2 separate regions of the Mus musculus genome follow, and region 2 is linked to region 1. A link is a contact called in public HiChIP or PLAC-seq data. All regions are on one chromosome and are shown on one strand. Each heading gives the region's core, a stretch centred on a gene start, on an enhancer-like site or on the middle of the called end of the contact. The rest is flanking DNA. Distances are from core to core; before and after follow the strand shown. Region 1 holds the start of Camk1g (calcium/calmodulin-dependent protein kinase I gamma). Region 2 overlaps Plxna2 (plexin A2).

Region 1 (6,875 bases), core at 2,956-5,455:
TTTCAGTACTCCTGATTGTGGTTTCTCAGTAAGAGTGTGCCTCACCAGCTCTCACTAACCCCAGGTGAATCAGGGTACTCCAAGACTTGTTCTTTTATCTCTGCTGCTGTGGGCTGAGTCTATCCAGAGTCTCCCATACTAAGCATGTGCCCTACACCAGAACTCTACTGTCAGCCACCCTCAGACTTCTTTGCCCTCTTCTCCCAGATTGTTGGAAGCATGGCACTGAAGGCCTGGGGGTACTAGGAGGGAAGTTATCAGTTGTGTCATCTTTAATAAAAATATGCACCCCTGCCTCCAAGCAGGGGCGCACACATCCACAGAGCCACATACCATCTGACTATACTGGTCCAGAGGGTGAAAGCCGGAGGTTTCCCTGACCTGGTACCACAATTTCCTAAATTCTGGCCTGTACCAGATACTCTGTATCTGTATCTTTGGATTCCAGAGTCTGGATAGGGAACACACTAGAAGCTCCTATCATGGTTTGGCACTCTGACACTGTGCAGCCCAAAGGCAGATCACTATACACCTCTGGATTTTTACCTTTTTCTTTAGTGAAAGATGGAAACTTAACTAGATGAGTCCCTGTTTCTCGGCTGTACGTACTGAGAGGAACTCTCCGTGAATAGTTTTTCTGCACTGATGTTGTACGCAGAGTCCTGGTCCACATCAGCTCCTGAAAGGCTCTGAAGACTACTACAGACATGTGCTTACTGCAGTCTACCCTGCCAGTACTCACATTTCCTTGATGAAGTAATTTCTTATTACCCAACAGCAGCAGAATGGACCTGGGTCTGCTCAGAGCACGCACAGGATCATGCAGGCAAGGTCTTCTCCAATACCAGTTTTTACATTGTCTTTTTGAGGAGTACATGAAATTCCCAGAGTTCACTGTCATCCATCACAGCTCTACCCTTCTTGTGGTGTCACAGGCACGGGTGACATCTGCACACCTGGCATAAACTGTGTCCAGCTCATAGGCTGCAAACCAGTGGCTCATCAGCCATCAGGATCCCAGAAACTCCTGGGGAGGAACACCCAAGCCCACTCCGTTCATTCTTAGCCTTTGTTACCAGCTCTGCATGTACATTTCTGTTCACAAAATAACTGGAGAGTTTCAGTTGGCCTGGAGTTTATTTTGGATGAAAATTCACATGTAATTTCCACCTGTAAACTCAACCAAATCACCCTACTGCTCGACAAGTCAGCTTAAGGCTGAGTGCGCATGTCTCAGGCAGAAGCAAGAGCACTCTCCGTGGCTTGCTCTGGTGGCTGAGAGGTTGGCACACAGGTGACAGCATTAGTCAAAAGCACACTGGCCTCCTCAGTTTACATCATCTGCAGAATGGGAACACCTATCATCATTCTACTACACTGTACTCCCACGAGATCAAATGCATCAAAGGGCATGTGCATCTGCTCCAGCACCAGCTGGCATACCTACAGCATGGTACCCGAGTCAAACACTAAGCATGAGAGAAGAGCGGGGGCAGCAGGTGATGGTTTATCCACTGGGGACATCCCCATAGGGATGGCATTGCAGGAGATGTGAAGCTGCTTCCTCCGCCCCATCACTGCTCTCCCAGGGCCCTTATAATGTGAGCTACATCTCCCTGTAGTTCTGAAGGACTAGAAGACAGACCACTTTCTGATAGCCCAGCCCCAAGTGCAAACTCCATAATTCACATGGTCTTCAGCTGAGAAACCAGGCATCTTTCAACAGGGAGGAAAACCAGCCTGAGTAGGTTTCTCCACATGTCACATATTGCTGTCCATTCTGAGGAGTTAATGGCCATCACTTGTGTGTCTGTGTGTGTCACACATTGATGGCTATGATACCTAGCACTCATGCATGAGGTGACTCCTCTGTGCAGGCCTGGGACTCATTCCCATTGAATTTCATCACCTTGGCTGGGGCTTTCAGAGGGGCCAACAAGGACCATATTGGAGAAATGCAGAGTACAGACAGGGGGGACCCAGGATATTGCATCAAGATGCTTGGAGTTACAAACCTTCTGTCTGGGGACATAGCTCTGACACTCAGGGACAGGCTGTGCAGTCCTGCCCCCATTGCTATTTTCTGGCTGGCAGCTGCTTTGCCCCAGCCCCCCTTGCTGCCTGCGGACCATGGCATGGCGGCGTGCCTGCAGTTGTAGCAGCAGCCACAGCCTTTCCTCAGACTCCATTGCTCCTCCTCTCATTCATGCCTCAGCTCATTCACTCCCTGGCGCTGGCAGGCTGCTGCGGCTGGGCGCCGTCACTCGCACGCACTCCGTGTGGCAGTTTATTTCTGGCTGGGTGTGCATGTGTATGGGGGAGAGGGAACAGAGAAGAGCCCTCCTTTTGGAGAAGAAGGCTTTTTGTTCCCTTCAACCAGAATTGCTCCCAGGCCTTGGGGACTATTTAGGCAAGGACTGAGCCCCTGGGCAGGGTGGTACTAGGCACTTTGCAGGCATGATCCCTGCTGTGGATCCACCTCACACCATTTTATAGCTGAGATACTGATGGATAACAATGTTCAGGGGGAGATGCCCTGAGTCAAACAGATAGTACGTGGCCGTTCTAAGGCTTCCAGTGTCCTTGTCACTGTACCACAGGACCTGTTGCCTCTTCTGGAGGTGGCCCATGGCATGGTGCTCATCTTATCCTTCCTCTTTCTGACACTGTCATGCTGCATAGCACCTGACTTATTCCTGGGAGACACATGGCTTCAATGATCTGACAAAGGCTGAGTCTCCTGCAGTGTTCAAATCCTCGTTGTTGAAGCTGGGGAGCAGTGTCTCTTACCTGAGCTGCTCCTGGATCCATCTTAAACCTTTGCCTCCTCAGCCTTCAGGTTTTTCCCAAAGTTTCCGTCATCTTTAAACAGGGCTCTTTTACACACACACACACACACACACACACACACACACATCACAGCAACATGGAAAAGACTGGTGTTCAAATGCTGCCAGGACACAAGGGATGCTGGCTTTATAGCTATATCAGTCACCTTACTTCTCTGAGCTATATACTAAATGGGTTGCAGGGGACCATCTAGCACATCACTGGATGGATTAAAAGCCCATTGCCAGCTGCAAAGCGTGGCAGTATCAGCTATTACTAAGCACTTTGTACTCTGGTTCTCATCCTTGGCACTGGCTTAGCTCAGGTCCACAGGAATGATGGTCCCAGCCCAACCGTGCTCTGTGACCTGGAAAGATTCCTTAACCGAGACAGAACCCGCTTGACCCTCTTGACCCAGCTCAGAGATTTTTCCTCTTGATCAATTTTCTGTTTCCAGAGCAGGAGGCTGGCCAGGCTCACACTGCAGCTGGCCCTGCAACCACCTCCTCTAGTCTCAGGGTTAAAGCTGTGCGTCAAACTTACGTGGAGAGAGGGGCTAGCGTGGGTGGTGAATCCGAACCTACTCTGAATACCCCACAGAGCAACACTGGGCAAGTTTAGACTCCAGGAACAGATGAGCCCCTGGGGAAGGTGAAGGGACCAGCTATGACTGAAAGCTTTAGCTTATGTCTGTGTCCTGCATCTTTATGCAGCAGCCTTGGACCTGGGGTGGGAAGCTGAACCCTGTCTCCGAGACCCTGCTGCAAGGCCTGAGGCCATCTGCCCCCCCAAAAGAGCAGCCACAGGCTATTTACCATGGCCTTTGTATCCACAAGCTATCCATCCCCACCAAAGATGCTAGTGTGGGTGGGGTAAGCCATCTCCTTTGATAGACGAGTTAGGTCCCAGAGGTAAAGGAATGAAGGGTGAGCTAGAAGAGGGGTGCTAAGGAGCTATAGGTCCTGTTACCCCCTCCCATCCCCAGCCATACCCGAGCTCACTGGGCACAATGCTCTCCTATTTCTGTCTCTGCCCGTAAGTACAGAAGGTTCTCCTGGTCCAGCCCAGGAGGAATGATCAGATATCCCCCCCAGGAAGCACCTACTAGGGCCTCATACAGCTTCTCTTTCCATTACAACTTACCCTTGAGACTACAAGAGCCAGGAGAGACTGACAGGGGCTGAAAGGAAGTGAGTCTTCAAACCCTCTCCCTCTCCGTGCCAACAAGATAACCTCCCCAGAGACCAGAGAAGAAACAGGCTGTCTTACCCAGGGGCTCACAAGAAAGGTGCTCCAGTCTGTGATCTTGGCCAGCAAGCCTGCTCCTACAGGTCTGTGAGGATTAGCTGCCCCAGTGCTTTAACAATAAACCCAATTAAAGGGGAGGAATACAGGGGTTTTCTTTCCCAGGACTGTAACCAGGCAGCCTTAAAGGGGAGTAAAAGTAGCTAGAGTGGTTTGTATCTCTCCTTGCTTTTCTGGGCTCTGCTCTTCCTCCCTCCCTCCTAGGGAATTAAAAAAAAAAAAAAAAGCCAAGCTCAGAAAGAACCCTTTAATGCCCGAGTAGCTGTTTACACACTGTGTGTTTGAGGGCACAGCTGTGTTAAATGTTGTCTGCATTGATGTGTGAATAACAGAAAACAACGTGAGATTAAGTTGTGGATTTCCCCCTGAAGTGTAAACAGAAAAAAAGCAGAGAAGCTGTCTGGGACTGCCTGACTCAGTTTCCACTTTACACAGCAGTTGCTGGGTTAGGTGGTCTAAAAGCCCCTTCCCCCAGCCCTGGAACGGATCTGTATCTGCTGAGAAGTGGTCATCCTCGCTGAGCAGTGAGCCTATTATTTTGTCTCCGAAGGAGGAGGGAGAGAAGCCCCTGGTTTGGCAGGTTCTAGCCTAATCTCTGATGCCTCTCCTCTCCTCTCCTCTGGGCCCCCAACCCCATTCTGTCCCCAGTCATAACTCGGGAGACTGCAGGAGACCACTAGACCTCTAGAAATGCCCTGTTCCCTCTGGAACTTCATCTTCATCTCTCTGCCTTGCCCCTTGGCTAGTCTTCTTTTCCCTCTTCAGGTTCCTCGGGCCTCTGACTTCTGGATCTTGTTTTCTCCTTCTCTAGTCTCTCAGTGCTGCCCACCCACGCTCCCATAACCACCTTCATGAGGAACGCTCACCTGAATGTGGCCATATTCTAGCTACCTCCAACCTCACTTTTCTCCTGGAATTTTCCTCCTGAAGGTCAGTATCTATCAACTTCCCAGGAACTCTTCTTGTTTGTGCTGTCCCCAGATCCTGTTAGCCCTTAGACACGTTCGTATGTTCTTCCTAGTTAGCCTTCTATTTTGTGTCACCCCGAAGTGTTGGAAAAATAGCATTTTCATGGCTCCATGACAGGAGCTGTATTAAAAAGCATTATCCCTCTACCCTTGAGCCTGGCCTTGCTGTCTAGGGGTGATCACTTTTGTTACTTCTTACGCATGCCTCTGGCAAACTCATGGATGCCAACAAATAGAATATGTATGCATCTCCTTGTTATGCCTTCTGAAGTCTCTTGTTCTAGTCTACTTCCTGTCTCTGTGATAGACACCTTGACTAAAAGCATCATGGGACAGGAAGGGCTTATTTGAATTACACAGTTCTGATTACAGTCCATCACTGAGGAAAGTAAAGGCAGAACTTCAAGAGGAGCTGAAGTGAGACCTGGAGGGGTGCTGCTTACTGGCTTGCTCCCCTTGGCTTGCTCAGCTTGCCTTCTTATACATCCCAGGACCACTTGGCTGTCAACCCAGAGGTGGCTCCACCTTCAATGGGCTGGACTTGCCCAGTGCCTATCATCAATCAGACAATGTCCTCCAGACACGCCCAAAGGGCAATCTGATGGAGGCAGCTCCTCACCTGAGATTCTTTCTTCCCAAGCAACTCCAGTTTGTGTCAAGTTGATGAAATCTAACTAGCATAAGATTTACTTCTGCGACATTATTCCAGACTGTCCTGGTCTGTGAGATACAGACAGGACAGGCCCTCCCAAGGTGCTGGCTGAGAAGTTTCAGGAGGCAGGAGAAAAAGCCTGACTTCCTAAGTCTTCCATGGACTGGATGTGTGGCCTTAGTCAAGTGAATCTTGACTTACTTTTCCTATCTGTCCTGTGGGACAGTTACTGGCCTTGCCTCCTGCAATGATGGGTGAAGGGAAACAGAAGCTACTGACCAGTACCTGGTCATCTCTTAGCAATGACAGCTGGGATCAGTCTCTGGACTCCAGTCTGAACACTTAGGCCCCTCTCCAAGTTCCTGTGTTGACCTACTCCTCACTGTGACTGTGTTCAGGGCCTTTGTTGTGATTAGGTCATGAGGATGGAGAATTCATAACCCTGTGAATGGATTAGTGCCTCTCTCAAGGCAGTTCAGAGAGCTTCCCTGCTACTTCCACATGTGAGGACCTTTCTAGGAATCAAAAGAGATTTCCACTAGGTGCTGAGTATTCTTGTGTTTCCCCAGCCTCCAGGACTGAGAAATACAGTCCTATTGTTTATAAGCCGCCCTGTTTATAATATTTTGTTATGGTAGCTTTAACAAACTAAGCCACTTTCCCAATCCAGCTTCCATTCATTTTAGAATTCTCTCAATAAAAGACCCTGCTTTTACCTCAGAATTTGCTTACAGAATAGAATCTGGGCACCTTAGCCAGTGCTGGAGGCCTTCTGAGATCCAGCATGAACCACCTCTTATGAAATGTTCTCCTCACCCATCTAATGCTCCAGCCACAGTACAAATATTGGCTTCTGGCACCACTTATTGCATACCCTCAGGCTTTTCTTTCTTGGTTTATTCACATGGAAAATACTCTGCCCTGCCACCTGTGGAGATGTTACATATTAAAAGACCCACCTTACTTTTCCTGATAAAATACCCAGGAAAAGCAATTTGAGAGAGAACGTTTCTTTGGCTCACAGTTTGAGAGCAAGAAGCATCAGGGCAGGAAAGTCACCACCAGCAGAAATTTGATGCAACTGGTCCTACCCAGCTACAGTTCAGGGAGACAAGGATGAA
Region 2 (6,114 bases), core at 135-2,634, 1.4 Mb after region 1:
CATGTCTATATAAGGTTAAGCATAGGGAATAAATAAGATTGTACATGTCAAGTGTCTGGTATGTAGGAGCTACTAGGTCAGTGGCAGCTATTAGAAAATTGTTCTTGCTGCTTTATTTTATTCCATATCCTGTGTTGACTCCTAAGCTCAGAGCAAGGTGATGCCATCCAGCACTCTGTCAGCCACCTGATCTTACTGGAGCCTCCACACCTTTACACTGTCCCTGGGTGGCTTTGGATACCCAGTACTCAATCAGCTTTGTCCCTGTGCAGAAAAAAAGATACATGTATGTAATTTTGGATAGAGACATGACAGGCCAAGGGGGCTATAGTACAAGATAGGTCTAGAGGTGTGACTTAGAGTGGCTATCTCAAGCATACATGAGAGAATCAGAGCTATAGGTGGGCTTTCCTAGCCACTAGCAGCCTTTTACTCTCTGTGAGGACCTTGACTACCATTGGTGTAGAAACAGGATAGACCCTTTGTTGCTAGGCAGAATCCTCACTGGGCTCTCCACAGTGTTTGCAACAAGTTATAACAGTGACATGACTTGGTGGAGGCCTTCCCACCAAGACAACAAGACCCATCCCATATCCCATCAGCTAGCACCATTAGGTGCTTTCTGCTGCAGGTACAGGAGGCCTCCAACCTCCTAGACCTACTCTGCTTCAGATCTGGCCCATTGCCTCTCTCCTGAAATTTATCTTTCCTATCCCACAGCAGGAGCCTTTACAGCTTGTCTCAGGGATAAAGCCACTCCCACTCAGTGTAACAGACAGTGAAGACAACTCTTTGGTGCCTTAATTTTCTGTTGGATCCAGCCTGGATCATAGCATATAATAAAATGCAATGATCTGCTCTCTTGGAGTTGGGCAGATCAAACTGAGATCATTCTATGAATTTAACCCCCTTTGCAGTAGGCCTTTGTCTATACAGGACTCAGGGAATGATTCTCTAGTGCTGGCAGAGAAGAAAATGGGCTCAGCTGAAATCCTACAAACTTGGGTCAAAAACAATCTGTAGGGAAGGACTGCTACAAAAGGCACAAAGGGAGGAAAGAGGCCAGGGAGTCATTTCCATCAGTTTCAGCTGCTGTGTGCTTTGCCCCTGGCCCTGGGGATCAGACTGTTGTTGACTAGGGCAACTGCATGCTCCAGCCAGGCTGTCTATGACACCTCCCACCCTGTCACCTGGCTCTCAGCCATGGAGAAAGCCTGTGTTCCTTTCTTTGTGTCAGGAGCAGGGCACACATGTAGGGACAGGTGTCCCATCTGGCAGGGGGCAAGCAAATTCCAGAGAAGCAGAGGATTAGATGTTCAGTGTCTGGGGAACAGCTTTCCCTTATCCTTTCCCTCCTACTCTGTCTCTCATTTACATGGTCCCAAAGGAATCCTGTGAGACTCTGAATACTGTACTCCAGCTGCTACCCCTGCAGCAAGTGGTTAGCTACTGCCCTGGCCTCTGAGCCACTACTATACCTTGATTTTACCTCCATTATAGCTTTTACTCCACTGGAATGAGTCTTGATTCCCACTGAACTATGGGTTCTAACAGGGTAAAGAATGCACCCCTTTGTCTCACAAATTAGATGACCAAAAGGTTCATTGAACACCTGGGACTCAGGCATGATCTATATCACAGAAGTCTTCTACTTTCAAGTCAGGTGTTCATCTGGAAGGTACAGGTATCAAAACCACTTTTCTCCTTCCAGGTTTTCATACAGGGTAGCAGATGAACACTAGTGTTCTGTCCTTTTGGACAGTCAGCTTTGAGGTCTTGCTCTATTACTTCTGGGAATTCTTGCATCTAGAAATTTATGCATTTCTCTGTAGACAGAAACTGTGCAAGGCATCTGCCCAGTGTGAGTATGGAAGTTTTATCAGGGTCCCAGAATCATCCTGTCTCAGGAATGGTCTTCAAGAACTTCAGGAACAAGGAAGATTCAAGTAGCTTCCCCCAGAGACTTATCCCCACAGCCAATCATAATCCTAGGATATCCCTAATGAGCCCAGTGTACTGAGTGGAGAGAGTTGGGGGAAGAGACCCCACATGTATACCCCACTGAGCCCTACTAATTAAGGTTCCAGAAGGCACCAACAATGCAGGGCCCCCTGGGCCACAGGAGCTAAGAACATAGCATGAGTCATCTTTAATTAGGACTATTTCTTAAGTAAATGACTTAATAGGACAGTTATATTCATTAGAAGTGTAATTATAAGACATAAGCTCAAACAGGAAAGAATGTGGAGTGTGAGGGTGGAACCCAGTCAGAGGTAGTAGCTCATGGGTGCCAGGGAGGCAGCAGGCATGCAGGGGCAGGAGATGATGCCCTTCTGTCCGAGTCTTCCCATATAATTCATCTCAGAACTCCTAAGCCAATCCAGGAATCTGAGATCCCAGTACTCACTGGAGGAGCTTTAGCCTAGTTAAGATGAAGTAATAAGCAAACACTGACTAAAGAATCAAGGAGTGCTCCATTAAACTCTGAATTGGCCCTGGAAAAGCCCTGCTCACAATATATCATACCCACTTTAGGAAAAAAAACAAAAAAAACAAAAACGCCCATTCTCCTGAGGCCTGAGGCCTGGCTCTATCTGGTTCTAGCAAGTGCAAGACTACCTCCTGGGCTCCACACAGGTCTGCCCCAAACTTCTCAGGTCTGAACTTGGATACTTGAAGATTCCAAGGACTAAGACTTAAAAGGACCTAATTTCTCAAGCAAGGTATGGTAGCACACAAAGGCAGGAGGAAGGAGATTTCCTGCCTAAGCTACCTAGAAAGACCTTGTCTCCAAAACTAAACTAAAATAAAGCTAAACATCTGATGGAGGAAGCTCGTTTCTCCTTGGGTTTGAAGAAGTCCCCAGAATTCTTTTGTTTGCATCCAGGCTCTTAAAACATTACTTCTTCCCATAGCCTAAGGGCAGTCTGGTTCTTATTTATCCTGACCCCAAGACCTGCCATTTAAAAATGTCCTAAAGAAGCTTAAGTCAGCTGTGCCAGAGGCTTCTAAATGTCAGCACACCTACAAACCAACTGGAAAGATGGAGGTCTGACTGAGCAGGCCTGGACTTTGTTGTCTAACCTTATGGTGCTAAAAGTGGTTGTAATTCAAGGACTGTGCATTGAGAGCACAGCTCCTTGGTAGACCCTATTATAAAAGATATTCTTTTGACCTGTGAAAAACAGACTAAGGAGTTCAGAGACTTTCTGCAGTCTAGCTCCTTTGGTCTACCATAGCCTTACCAAGGAAACTCAAGCCCACATTTCTAATTCATACCTTGCCACCTTGTCCTCATACTGGCTCCTAAGAAACTCTGCTTTTCTGGGATGCAGGTCTATCCTCCTGAAATATATTAAAGATATTCATCCTGAAGGACCCAGGCCATGCCAAGACTTACACAAAATCCCCCTGGTGGCACAGGCAGACAGACCAAATGTTGGTCACAGACAGAAACTTCAGGCTTGGTTGCCACTTTCCTAGTAGCTACATTTCAAACAGTAAAAGATCTCATTTAACCTAATATATGCAAAACATTAACTTTTGGAGATGTCAATATCAAATTCCTAGTGTGATGTTTGCTTTTTTTCTTTACCAAATCTTCAGGATCAGTATACATTAGATATTCATAGCACACCTCAGTTTGGACTAGCGCTCTCAAATATTCAAAAGGCACACAGGGTTAGTGATGGTCATATTAGATAATGAAGACACCAGTGTCTTTCTTATCCCAGAATTCCCTCTGTCTTTTTTCATGTTACCCCTAGAATATAGCACTTTGGTCTTGTGATAGCTCATGGATTGTTTGAAGTAATAGCTTTGTTTTAATGCTGGTTGTTTGTTTGCTTGTTTGTTTGTTTGTTTGTTTGTTTTTATTCTCCTGAAGTGTGTACTACTAGCCCATATGGAGAACCAGACCAAAAGCACTAGCTGATGGGTGAAATTAAAGTTATGTGACAGTATACACAGGGCAGGTCCATGGGAGCTTCCTACTGTAAGGATCTCCTCCCAGTCTCTCTGGCAGCTGTCGCTCTGATTTGTGCCTAGCTTGTAGATCATAAAGAATAATGCAAGTTCTCAAGCCCTCCCTCCTTCTAAGTTTCCTGTTTCACTCTACTCTGCCTTAAAAAAAAAAAAAGTCACACCAGGAGGGCCCAGGAAACAGGAAAAATAGTTGTGCTGTTGGTTTCATGTTTGGAGAAGAACAGGGTTTCACTATCTCCATGGCACTTGGCATGAAAGTGGGCTTTGTTGCCAGAGACACTGCTTTCATTCAAGGCCCCCGTTCCCAGCTGCTGAGAGCTGGGCTGTGTTTTGACAGACGGGCTGAATGTAATGCAGACAGTTGTTTTAATTTCCAGCCAGATGCAGACATCACTCACAAGGAGCCCAAAACCCAAAAAAGGGAATGGGCACTGGACTGATGCTCTTAGGCCTTGCAGAGTAGACCAGAGCAGGCCAACAGAAACCTATTGAGCACTGGATTCCCAGATATCCTGAGAGATTTAGAATCATGAGGCCTGCCTGGGCTTGGCACCCACTTCTCCAGGAGACATCTGTCAGAAAGGTGCTTCTTGTAGGTGTTGCCAACTGTGAGGAGGTTTCAAGGGTTTTTCTTTGGTAGTGATAACTGGATGTTTTCTTTCAGTTGTCAGATGTGGAAGTCTTGAGCTGGAAAGCTCCATAGGAAAAGCATTTACTGCACAAGCTCAGATCCCTAGAATTCACATAAAGCTGGGCTTGGTAACATGGTTTAGAATCCCAGTGCTACTTCAGCAGGATTCTAGGGGAAGGGAGGGAGTTCTAGGAGAAACCCTGGAAACCCACAGGCCAGCTACCTTGTTGTATATCTTAGTGAACAACATGAGCAGTTGCAAACAAAGTAGGAAGCAAAAACTTGCTCCTGAAATTGTCTTCTGACCACATGTTCACTATGGCAAATACATGCCTGCATTTACAGACACACACACACACACACACACACACATGTATATATATATATGTGTGTATGTGTGTGTGTGTATATATATATATATATATATATATGTATATATATATGTGTGTGTGTGTATGTGTGTGTATAACATATGCACATATATACTATACACACACACATATATATGCATATAAATATATAGCATATGCACATATATACCATATATACATACACAAAAACACAAAGATAAAACTATTTTAAATATTTTAAAGAAATAGTCTCAAGGAGATATGAGTAAATACAGATAAAATTTTTGGATAACAGTCTTCTTTCAGGGCTAAATTCCCTTTCACAGCCTCCAAAGGAATATCACCCTGCTTGCCACTCATTACCATGATGAGTAGTATATTTTAGACAAAGTGACTATTGCAGATCAGACAGTCCTAAATTTGTTATGTCAAGCTTTCTCGTCTGATACTGTAAATCTGTTTCAGTGGTCCATGATATCATTAGCCTCTTTCCCTATTACATCACCCTAACAGGTCATATCAGACTGATCTACAATCAGCTTAAACCCTCAGATATATTATGCTTGAGGTTTTTAAACCAAGATTTCACAACCTACACTTGAGGTGTCTACTTTTTAAACAGAATTTCCAGATTTTATGCTTACTTTCCCTACATCTTATTTCCTTATCAAGGAAGTTTGACTTTTAAGGCTCAACATATTAAGTGTTATAGTGTACTAAGAGTGGGTAGGCCTAGAATGACATACTGCCTCTCCAAGTCTACAAGTTCAAGTTAGAATGAACTTATCTGTAACTTTTGCCCATGATAACCCTTCAGTTTGAAAAGTCTTTTGGGTCTTTCCATCTGCTGGCTCTTCTTTTCATATCCTCTTCTCCCTTCTCCTCTTCCTTATTCTCCCCTTCCTCTTTCTCCTTCTATTTCTATTATTTTTATAAGACTGAGTTTTTCTTTGTAACCCAGACTAGCCTGGAATTCACTATGTAGCACAGGCTAGGTAACTTATATATAATACTCCTATCTCAGCTCCCACTCAAAACTCAAGTGCTAGAATTCCAGACATGTGCCAGCATGCTCAGCTGGATATATTCTCATCTTTGAAGACTTGCCCTTAACCTCTGTCTCCATATTTTTGACAGATTAGCCTGAAT

The links. HiChIP or PLAC-seq counts read pairs in DNA pulled down with a chosen protein or histone mark.
Region 2: an H3K4me3 HiChIP or PLAC-seq map of forebrain shows a contact between it and region 1, with 10 times the contacts expected there. The contact joins the enhancer-like site here to the promoter of Camk1g in region 1. A contact is called at or near these places in 7 of 39 promoter capture datasets (the 3T3-L1 cell line, 3T3-L1-derived adipocytes, cranial neural crest and 4 more), 1 of 15 datasets of contacts at CTCF or cohesin (the NIH/3T3 cell line), 10 of 484 Hi-C or Micro-C datasets (the HL-1 cell line, adipose-derived mesenchymal stem cells, cardiomyocytes and 6 more) and 1 of 115 datasets of contacts at active chromatin or transcription factors (forebrain).

What each region holds. Positions count from the first base shown.
Region 1 is chr1:193,366,077-193,372,951 of GRCm38.p6, forward strand. Camk1g (calcium/calmodulin-dependent protein kinase I gamma) reads right to left here and starts at 4,206. Exons shown (of 13, transcript NM_144817.2): 1 at 4,099-4,206.
Region 2 is chr1:194,738,812-194,744,925 of GRCm38.p6, forward strand. All of the region lies in intron 4 of Plxna2 (plexin A2), which reads left to right. Among named protein-coding and RNA genes, the nearest start is that of Gm46202, 22 kb to the left of the region's middle. Within about 2 kb of position 1,385, at least 29 of the 459 cell types and tissues checked have an H3K27ac peak or open chromatin away from gene starts, as enhancers often do. A contact at or near this core is called in forebrain, where this site is marked.